Regions from separate parts of the Mus musculus genome. Here regions 2 and 3 are each linked to region 1. The links are chromatin contacts, called in public Hi-C and HiChIP or PLAC-seq maps. All regions are on one chromosome and are shown on one strand. Each heading gives the region's core, a stretch centred on a gene start, on an enhancer-like site or on the middle of the called end of the contact. The rest is flanking DNA. Distances are from core to core; before and after follow the strand shown.

Region 1 (3,169 bases), core at 410-2,909:
CGTCTGCCAGGAGCGTGAGTGACTAAGCTCCCCAGAATCATCACTGCCTAGAGCTTGTGGAAGCATCGCAGACCTGCCCACCCAGCTCCACCACAGAGAGGTCGTACCTCGTCCCACTGCACTGGGTCTGGACTTCTTATAACACCAGGACTCTCGGGTCTTACTGCTCTGTCTCTACTTCAGATTCAAACCTGAGGATGTTGCAAGTCATCCTCAGATGATACCAGATGATACTGACTGGCTGGACACAGCCAAGAATGTTCACTGAGGCGGAGGTGGGGAGGGAGGTGGGACATCATGATTAAGAGCACTTGCTCTTACAGAGGACCTGTGTCTATTCCTCTTGTAACCATCGATGACGTCAGTTCCAGGGGATCCACAGGTACAACTCACACGTGCAGTGCCATGCAGTGCACATATATACACTTAGGTGTGTAGTCCTCTCAGGGACCCATTATAGATGGTTGTAAGCCAGAATGTGGTTGCTGGGAATTGAACTAAAGACATTTGGAAAGAGCAACCAGTGCTCGTAACGACTGAGCCATCTCTCCAGCCAGAGGTTCATATACTTAAAATAAAATAAATAAATAAATCTGGAGGAACAACAATATGAACTAACCAGTTCCCCCAGAACTCCCAGGGACTAAACCACCAACCAAAGAGCACACATGGTGGGACTCATGGCTTCAGCTGCATATGTAGCAAAGGATGCCTAGTCAGTCATCAATGGGAGGAGAGGCCCTTGGTCCTGTGAAGGTTCTATGCCCCAGTGTAGGGGAATGCCTGGGCCAGGAAGCAGGAGTGGGTGGGTTGGTGAGCAGGGGGAGGGGATAGGGGGTTTTAGGAGGGGAAACCAGGAAAGGGGATAACATTTGATATGTAAATTGAGAAAATATCTAATAAAAAATAAAAATAAAATTAAATACATAAATCTAAAAAAAAATTTTTAAAGAACATCTACTGTGTAGTGTTGATGCAAAAAATTCAGCTTTCACTTTAAAAGGAATGAAAGACTGTTTCTGGGGGAAAAAAAATTTAAGTGACCATGCACTGCAGATTCAAGGTACCCAAGTTCCATTTTCCAGTGTAGTAACTGTTTTATGAAACTATTAATAGGAACTGGACTAGGAGAATCATAGATAAATGTGTTTTAAATACTTTGGTGGAGACACCAGGTTAAGTGGGTCCCAGCAACGCAGAGACATGTCTATAAGAGGCACCAGATATTATCTGACCACATCCTTAGCTTTGGGGTTGTCAGGAGCGAGGGGGTCTCTATGCATTCCAAACAACTTAACTAATAACCAGAAGGATGTTAGGTCACACACAGAGGAGGGCAAAAAAATGGCTACGACTGGCTAAAGATGGTCCAAGATAATCTGGCTCTGGACCTGCAACATTCCAACCTCTCCCATCACAGAAGTCCTTATCGATCAATCAATATTTATAGACGCAGTTCCCTCCCAGCAATTTTCCTTCACAGTGGTCATGGCTACCCTGAGGCAGGGTATGAGCCAATCAGATCTCCAGAAGTCGGGGACCACTTTGGGTCAGGATCGGGAAAGGTGCAGGGACTTCCAATTCTGCCTCTGCGTCAGCAACAAAGTCCCCAGGGTACTAGGGTTCTGTACTGAACTTGGCTAGGAGGGCACAGGTGACAGGCAGCTAGAGCTCTCTTCCTGCTTCCGGGTTCCAGGCTACCACTCCGAGAGCCTAGAGGCTGAATCCTCGTGGGTTTCGACGCCCTCTGCTGGCCATTTCTACCACTGCACTTGGATGCCAGAAGACTAAACCAGGAATGAGAAAGTATTTGGAAGTTTGTAGCCCTATGATAACAAAGACAAGGAAACTGGTCATGGAGAGAAGATGTGAAGGATTCACCCTAGCCCACAAAATCCCCATAATATTAAAAGTATTTTTGGGGAAAAGTACTGTTCTTGATCTGAGAATGTAGCTTAGTTGGTAGAGGGCTCACCTTGCATGCGAAAGTTTCCATCCACAGCTCTGCCTGGACTATAGTGGGCACATACACCTAGAGGCCCAACACTGAGATGGTGGGTGCAGAAGAAACATAATTTCAAGGTCAAGGCCACTACTTAGTAAGTTTGAAATCAACCTGGGCTATGTGAGACTCAGCCTCAAACCAAATAAAAACTAAGAGCTCTCAAGGGTTCTTCTTTTGATCTTGTTTACATGGACAGAATAACACCCACCCAACAGCTGTCTCTCAGTGAGAGTTACAATGTATCCCGGGGACTGGATTATCATCAAGCCCATTATTCAGATAAGAAAACTGAGGCCAGCCCCCAGCCGGAGACAAAGTCTTGTGTCCTGAGCCCACAGTTGCCATTACAGATGTCAGGGGATTTTGAAGGACAGCAGTAACCACAAGTCCTTGGAGCTTTTAGCCTGAGCACATTACACTTGGAGGCTGTTGGTCTGTCTATTTTCCTGAGTGGGCCCTCTACTGAGCCCTGACTACTCAGGCCCTGCCTAGTGCTCAGGGGCCCTGTGGAAACAGAGAAAAAGTCCTGTGTGGGCTCTGGTGCAGAGCGGCCTTCTCCACTTGCCAGGGACACCCCAGACTGGTTGTACTTAGTGTGATAGGCTCCAATAAAGGGCTGGTGCATAAGGCAGAGGGTCTGATACACCTACTCCAAGTTCCCAAAAGCCCCATGGGATGCACTTGCATAGGTGACGTCCCCCATGTTTCCTGGAATGAACCAGGTGATGCATGGGATGGAAGGAGACTGAGGGAGTCTGCCCGTGTGCTCAGGAAGGCCAGATGCAGCTCAGAAGATGGCTCCATTACTAATGTGTTTGCCTTGAAAACAGGTGGAGGGGCTGGCGAGATGGCTTAGTGGGTAAGAGCACTGATTGCTCTTCTGAAGGTCCTGAGTTCAAATTCCAGCAACTACATGGTGGATCACAACCGCCCGCAATGAGATCTGATGCACTCTTCTGGTGTGTCTGAAGACAGCTGCAGTGTACTTAATTATAATAATAAATCTTTGGGCTGGAGTGAGTGGGGTTGGCCAGAGCAAGCGGGGCCACCAGAGCAAGCAGAGGTCCTAAAATTCAATCCCCAACAACCACATGAAGACTCACAACCATCTGTACAGTTACAGTGTATCCATATGTTGTGGATAGTTCTGGGGCTAATTATATT
Region 2 (3,169 bases), core at 171-2,670, 210 kb before region 1:
CCAACCCAAAGTAGATCAATTCTGATGTGTCTTTGGAATACATCCCTTCTCAAGGGTCTTCAGGCTTGTGTTGACATTTTAGAGGTGTCACATTCCAGCGATGTAAAAGCCTGCCTTGGGGAACTTGTAACTGATAAGAACAACACACTGACTGGCTGGCCACACGAACATCCTCCCTGCAGCCAGTGGCACCCAGAGTTCTGACTGGGGTTTTCTTCACCCTCACAAGGTCCTGTGAAGCGATGCCTCCGTTCCACAGCTTATCATCTTCTCTCCTTTTTCCTTTTATTGGTTTTCTTGAGACAAGACTGTAGATAACCCTGGCTGTCCTGGAACTCACTACGTAGACCAAGCTGGTCTTGAACTCATAGACCAGCCTGCCCCTGCTTCCCGAATACTGGGACTAAAGGTCTGCATCTCCACTCCTGGCTCCATCTTCTCTTTCTTAGCTCTCATCTGGATTGTACTTTACGCTACAGTTTACTCTCACCAAGAACCAAAGTACAAGGGGGAAAAATCATCCCATTACAGAAATCTCACAGCAGCCCTCCACAGAGGGGTACAAGACAAGGCAGCCGAGGCCTAGAGGAGACAGAGCACTGTCTCATGTTACTCAACAGATAAAGCCTTGTCTGTTAGACACCCATTTCTCGGCAACCTTGTGCCTGTTGAATGCCACAGTGTTCTTTCCCTAAGTTGTCAAGAAGTTAGCAATGTACCTTACCCTGACTCTTATCTTAGGACAGGAAACACTACCCTGTGACTGGTGCCTCCCACACACTGGGTGTCCATCTGTGTGTGGAAGTGTCTGCTCTGGGCTGGAGCTAGGTTGAACTCAGAGAGGCCACATGACCAGTTCATGTCACAGACTAGTTAGTGACACCTGAGGGCCATACACCCAGATCCACCACACCTAAACCTGCTTTCCTGATGCAAAACACACAGGAGCCCTCTAAGCTGCAGGGGGTTGTTGAGATCTAGCGAGTCTGAGAGCCTAGAGACTAGACACCTAATAGCGAGCTTGGTGGGACTCTTCCTGGCTCATCAGACTGGTTTTGTTTGTTGTTGTTTGTTTGTTTGTTTGTTTGAAGACTGGCTGACCTGGAACTCACTCTATAGACCAGGCTGGCCTCGAACTCAGAAATCCACCTGCCTCTGCCTCCCAAGTGCTGGGATTAAAGGCGTGCACCACCACTGCCTGGCTTCATCAGACTATTCTTAACCTGGACATGGCCTCTTGACCACTGACCCTGGGAGCTGCAGCACGCAGGAGGTCTGGCCAAGCAGGAAGGAGTACTCAATCATGAATGTCTGTAAGGGAGTTAACTTCTGTCAGTGGTGTGATGTCTCTCAGGCCTGCAAAGAACCCAGATGGCAAGAGGCCTGTGCTGTGGCCCCTGGGAAACAGCCCAAGGCTCTGGCCTGGACGGCTGCTACCAGGAAATGTAGCTTACCAGAGTCCACAGCCAAGAGCCCGGGGAGGCTTGGAGTGCTGTGGGTTTGGCCAGGAAAGAAACGAGACTCCTCCCTGCCTTATGGAAGCCCAGATCCGAGCTCAGTTCTCAGATGCTTGGAAAGGATTCTGGAATTTTTCTCCCTTTGGCTGTAGGATCTGTAGATTGAGTTATACCCTCCCTTGGCCTCAGCTGAGGGCCACAAGAGTCTGGCACTGATTTTCTGCCGGTCCCCTACTCCCCTCAAGGGCAACAGGAAGCACAGATAGATGATTGCTGCCTCCACTGTCTCCCTCAACTACAGGAGGGAGTACCGTCACAGATCAGTTAGTGCCACCTGGGGGACACGTACCCAGTTCTGTGTGTCACCATGTGTAACATGTATACACATCCGACTTTAGACACCATGGTCCTTATCTGGGAACACGGAGGACCCCAACATGTCCCACCCCCCTGTTCTGGTTTACGAGTCAAGTGGCTGGAGACACCGCCACCCTCTGAACCCTAACTCAGGTTGCCGTGTACCCACGACTGAGGACATTAGCTAAACGGCTGGTGATGTTACAGGATGCTGGAGAACCCTGACCCAAACTCCCAGATACACGTGCTTTTTGGTTTTTTTTTGAGAGCGTCCATTCAGTAGCTCATGCTGACCTAGTACCTACTATATAAGACCCAGGTTGTCCTTTAACTTGTAGTCATCCTCTTGCCTTAGCTTCCCTAGTATGGGGACACACCTGCCTCCGCACAGTTTGGTCTAATTGGAGCATGCGCATATACCTACCCCATAGGACTCAGGAGCATGCGCATAAGCCCCTTACAGAACACCGGCTGGCAGCAGGACCAGCCTCCCAAACCCCGCCCTCCCCACAGTGAGTTCCAGGGTACTCACAGCAGCTTGAGGATCTCCACGTGGCAACCGAGCGTGCGGCCGGCCTGGGGGCCCAGCTCGATGCTCATGGTCCCACAGGCTGGGCTGACCATCAGACAGTCAATAAGGTTGGGCTCGCTGTCGTTGCCCGTGCTGGCGGTCAGCGCCGGCTTGGCAGTGCTGGTGCGCTCCACCTCCACGTGGACCTCGCTGGAGGCCACAACCACCGACTTCAGCCGTGGCTCAGACAATGTGGCTTCCTGAGACACCAGGTCCGGGCTGGGGTGCAGCAGACGCAGAGGTAAGGTGGGCTTTCGGTCGCATGGCTGCTGGCAGCCGTTTCGGATCTCTTTCAGGCTGGGGGAGTTGTCGCGACTGGACGAGGAGAAGAGAAATGGCCAAGTGTGAGTGCGGTTCAGCCCTGGCAGCCGGAAGAGGCAGCGCTGAGCAGAGATTAATGAATCGCTCTACACTTGGGATGCTGAGGCAGGAGGATGCTTGCCCAAGTTTCAGACTAGTCTGGGCTACCTAGTGGGTCTCTTGTCTCAGAACAGCAAACTGAAAACACAACAACAACAACAACAACAACAGCGACAAAACCAACCAAACAACAAACCAGAAGGCCATTGGTGAGACAAGCCCGATCTCCTGAGAGCTCAAACAACAGCTTGGCCGGTTTCCCAAAAACCTCTGTAACAAGGCCACAATAAGGTGGGACTGCCATGAAGTCCATTAGGAACAAAGTGGAGGCCTGGCTTGGGGTACTCAGCTCAGTATGAGGAAACTGGATCTGGGGTCCAGACCCGGCTGCCGGTCTCCATAACCTACCACAGCCCAGCACAGT
Region 3 (3,169 bases), core at 220-2,719, 160 kb after region 1:
GACTGACTGAGACAGTCCAGACTAGCCTCTGAATCACTATGTAGCAGAGGATGATCTTGAACTTCTAATCTTCTGCCTCCTCCTGCCGGGTGCTGGGACCACAGATAGGCGTCGTCGCACCCAGTTAACGGAGGGCTGGAGATCAAATTCCAAACAGCATCCATGCTAGACAAGACCGCTCCCCACTGTGCTACATGCGGTCCCGCCCCCGCCCCTGCCATCTTGCCTTTGCAGAGCACGAGAGTTGTGAACTCATGTATGATTGTTGAACCCCCGCTCTCCCTCCCACAGTGTGTCCAGCAACGTGACCCACCAGTTCAGCTCTCCTGGGGAGTTCACAGTGTTTGCTGAGTGTACGACCAGTGAGTGGCACGTGACTGCTCAGAAGCAAGTGATCCTTTGCGAGAAGGTGGAGACGCCTCGTATCACTGGGTGCACTGGCCTGGCTGGAGCTGGAGTCGGCCTTCTCTGTCAGGCTGTCTTTGGGGAACCCCTGTGGGTTCAGGTGGATCTGGATGGAGGTGAGTCTGCAGGATGGAGCAGGTGGAGGCACGTGGTGGGATTTGCCTCTCCCAAATCTATCCAGCTAACCTGAGGCTTTAGCGTCTTAGCTACCTTGTGTTCATTTTTTTAAACACCCGTGGCATCTTCAGGGCTCTAAGTGCTTGACCTGTGATGGCACACTCAGGATAGACTCCACGTTAATCCACCCCAAGCTAGGTTAGTGAGCCGGCGAGAACCCTCACCTTCCCAAGGCTCTTTCTGCAAGTCCACAATCTATATCTGAAACACCGGCTCTCCATACCACTTCTCTGGGCGGCGGGGGGGGTGGGGGGTGGGGGGTGGAGGGGTGGGTTTCAATAGGAAGGGGTGGGACTGGGAGGGGCTGACCACTTGCGTGGCGCCATCCTGTAGCCATGAAACCTGACAATCAGCGGTTCACACATGGATACAAGCCTATCCACAGTTCTGGCGAGGGTACACTCTGATTGGACACAGTGTCTTCCACTTAAGCCAGAGGCCATTCTGATTGGTTCCTGCATCTACCTTGATTAGCCAAGGCTTCTACGCTGATTGGTTACAGCTTCCGCTCTAATTTATTACAGAGATCACTCTAACTGTGCCCACCGATCCATTACTCCTTGGCACATCCATCCCAGGGCTTGGATTGTTCCCATCGATATTTTAAGTAGCACCGTTTTTGCCCACAGAGACACCCCTGCCTTATCCACAGCAATCTTTCCCCACAAAGCATAGTCCAGTTAGAGTGCTTAATGGAGACCTTTTGACATAAATTATGCAGTGCAGAGCTAGGGTGATGGTGATGGTGGTGTGGGGGATGTTGGTGGTGATGGCGTAATGATGATGGTGATGGTGGTGATGATGGTGATGATGATGGTGGTAATCATCAAATGAGGAAGGATCTGACTCAGTATGACATCTTTCACTCGGTCGTCTTAATGGGGATGTGATGGGGCTCTGACACGGCACTCGTGAGCTTCCTTCCTGTTCCTGTGTGCCTGCTGCCTAACAGGGGCTGGTATGTGCACCCGGGGTAAAGTAAAAAAAATCTTTTGTTGATTTATTTAGTCTTCCTACAAATGTAATTGTGTGTCAGCTCTGCCAGGCGTGGGGAAGGTGGGGATACACATGAAAGCAAAGGGCCCTGCTCCTGTAGGGCTTTGGGCTGTCACCATTATCACCAAATGATTATCATCACCATCATCAACACCACTATCTTCATCATCATCACCACCACCACCACCACCAGTATGTCCTCTTCTCCTCCTCCTCTTCCTCCCCCTATTTTTCCCCCTTTATCCAAACAAGAAATGTATTTGGCATGGCTTCTACTGGGAAGAATATCATCTGGTTACACACACATATTTTCAACCCACTATAATATTTGGCATCCAGCTAGGACGGCAATCTGCAGCCTGCAAGGGAGGCGCCACTTTGTGGGGAACAGGCTGAGTTTTATAGAGATTTGCCTGTCCTAGGTCATCAGTGGATGTTGGAGGAAACACCTTCACCTATTTTGGCTGAAAACAACTCTTGAAGTTCATTCTCCTGCTTTCCTGCTTCACAACTCTTGTGCACCCCCCCCCATGCCTCTTTTTCAGTTTCTTACTGAAGGGGGGGTGTCCCTATCATCAGGATGTTCTAAGCATTTGCTACAAACTTCTGGTTTCAAGGGCATAAACAAATAACAACGGGGCTGCAGCTGCAGCTGTTGGAAGAGTACTTGCCGTTCAAGAAACCCTGGGTTTGGTCTCCAGACTGAACACAGTGGTGCTGGCCTGTAATACTGATTCTTGAGAGGTTCAGAGAGGAAAATTAAAAGTTCAAGGCCAGCCTCTGCTACATAGTGAATGAAGTCAAGGACAGCCTGGGCTACTTTAGACCCTATCTCAAAAACAAACAAACAAACAAACAAACAAACAATTTAAAAAATGATCAGAGAGGATCCAGAAAGTTTAAAAAAAAATCACTTACTAAACCGATCTCAAAAATAGTTAAAAATTAGTTACAGTTAGCATTTAGCACAGTGGTTTATCCTCATGTATTTCTTTGGACCCATATCTATGTCTACTGCTGAATTTGACATTAGAACTCAGCCTGAACTATCTTAGAATGCTAGCTGCACCGTTGATAATAGCTTTTCTAAATTTCCCTTACTCTCGCTAGGAGCCGGGGCGACTTATGCTGTGCTTTCGCATAACAGAACTCTGGCTGAGTTCACCGCCCAGAGGGGCTCGCAGCTTTACAATCTGACCTTGGACAGAGACATCCAGGAGATGCTGGGCCCTGGGAGGCACCACCTAAAGATCCAAGCTGTCAGCAATGAAGGCACCGGCACTGCCTCCGCCCCCTCTGGAAACTTCACTGTGTACTTTGTAGAGCCGCTGTCGGGGCTGCGGGCCTCCTGGGCTTCTGACCGTGTGGAGCTTGGGTGGGACTTGGTGGTCAATGTCTCAGTGGCTCGTGGCACCCTGGAGGAGCTGACCTTCGAGGTGGCGGGACTCAACGCGAACTTCTCCCAGGAGGAAGAGAGTGTTGGGCAGTCATCTGGGAACTACCACGTGGCGGTTCCTGCTGAAGGTACTGAGGCTGGCAGCTTCCCCTGGCACTCTGCCCCCCTTTTATATTTCTGATTTCGTTCCCCTGG

What was found. A called contact is a pair of places that touch in the nucleus more often than the background predicts. HiChIP or PLAC-seq counts read pairs in DNA pulled down with a chosen protein or histone mark.
Region 2: an H3K27ac HiChIP or PLAC-seq map of hepatocytes shows a contact between it and region 1, with 6 times the contacts expected there. The contact joins two enhancer-like sites. A contact is called at or near these places in 5 of 484 Hi-C or Micro-C datasets (bone marrow-derived macrophages, cerebral cortex, colorectal tumor organoids and 2 more), 11 of 115 datasets of contacts at active chromatin or transcription factors (embryonic basal ganglia, embryonic forebrain, embryonic hindbrain and 6 more) and 3 of 9 other capture datasets (adipose tissue, liver and pancreatic islet).
Region 3: a Hi-C map of the N1E-115 cell line shows a contact between it and region 1, with 6 times the contacts expected there. The contact joins two enhancer-like sites. A contact is called at or near these places in 5 of 39 promoter capture datasets (the 3T3-L1 cell line, 3T3-L1-derived adipocytes, the SN4741 cell line and 2 more), 1 of 15 datasets of contacts at CTCF or cohesin (the NIH/3T3 cell line), 6 of 484 Hi-C or Micro-C datasets (the 3T3-L1 cell line, the HL-1 cell line, the HPC-7 cell line and 3 more) and 3 of 115 datasets of contacts at active chromatin or transcription factors (effector CD8 T cells, embryonic stem cells and memory CD8 T cells).

Annotation. Positions count from the first base shown.
Region 1 is chr8:117,223,306-117,226,474 of GRCm38.p6, reverse strand. No RefSeq gene overlaps it. Among named protein-coding and RNA genes, the nearest start is that of Cmip, 32 kb to the left of the region's middle. Within about 2 kb of position 1,659, at least 169 of the 459 cell types and tissues checked have an H3K27ac peak or open chromatin away from gene starts, as enhancers often do. A contact at or near this core is called in the HPC-7 cell line, the N1E-115 cell line, hepatocytes and 1 more, where this site is marked.
Region 2 is chr8:117,436,097-117,439,265 of GRCm38.p6, reverse strand. Cmip (c-Maf inducing protein) reads right to left here. Exons shown (of 21, transcript NM_001163262.1): 10 at 2,347-2,700. Among named protein-coding and RNA genes, the nearest start is that of Gm39260, 14 kb to the right of the region's middle. Within about 2 kb of position 1,420, at least 23 of the 459 cell types and tissues checked have an H3K27ac peak or open chromatin away from gene starts, as enhancers often do. A contact at or near this core is called in hepatocytes and liver, where this site is marked.
Region 3 is chr8:117,065,436-117,068,604 of GRCm38.p6, reverse strand. Pkd1l2 (polycystic kidney disease 1 like 2) reads left to right here. Exons shown (of 43, transcript NM_029686.4): 6 at 292-521; 7 at 2,689-3,102. Among named protein-coding and RNA genes, the nearest start is that of Pkd1l2, 15 kb to the left of the region's middle. Within about 2 kb of position 1,469, at least 24 of the 459 cell types and tissues checked have an H3K27ac peak or open chromatin away from gene starts, as enhancers often do. A contact at or near this core is called in the HPC-7 cell line and the N1E-115 cell line, where this site is marked.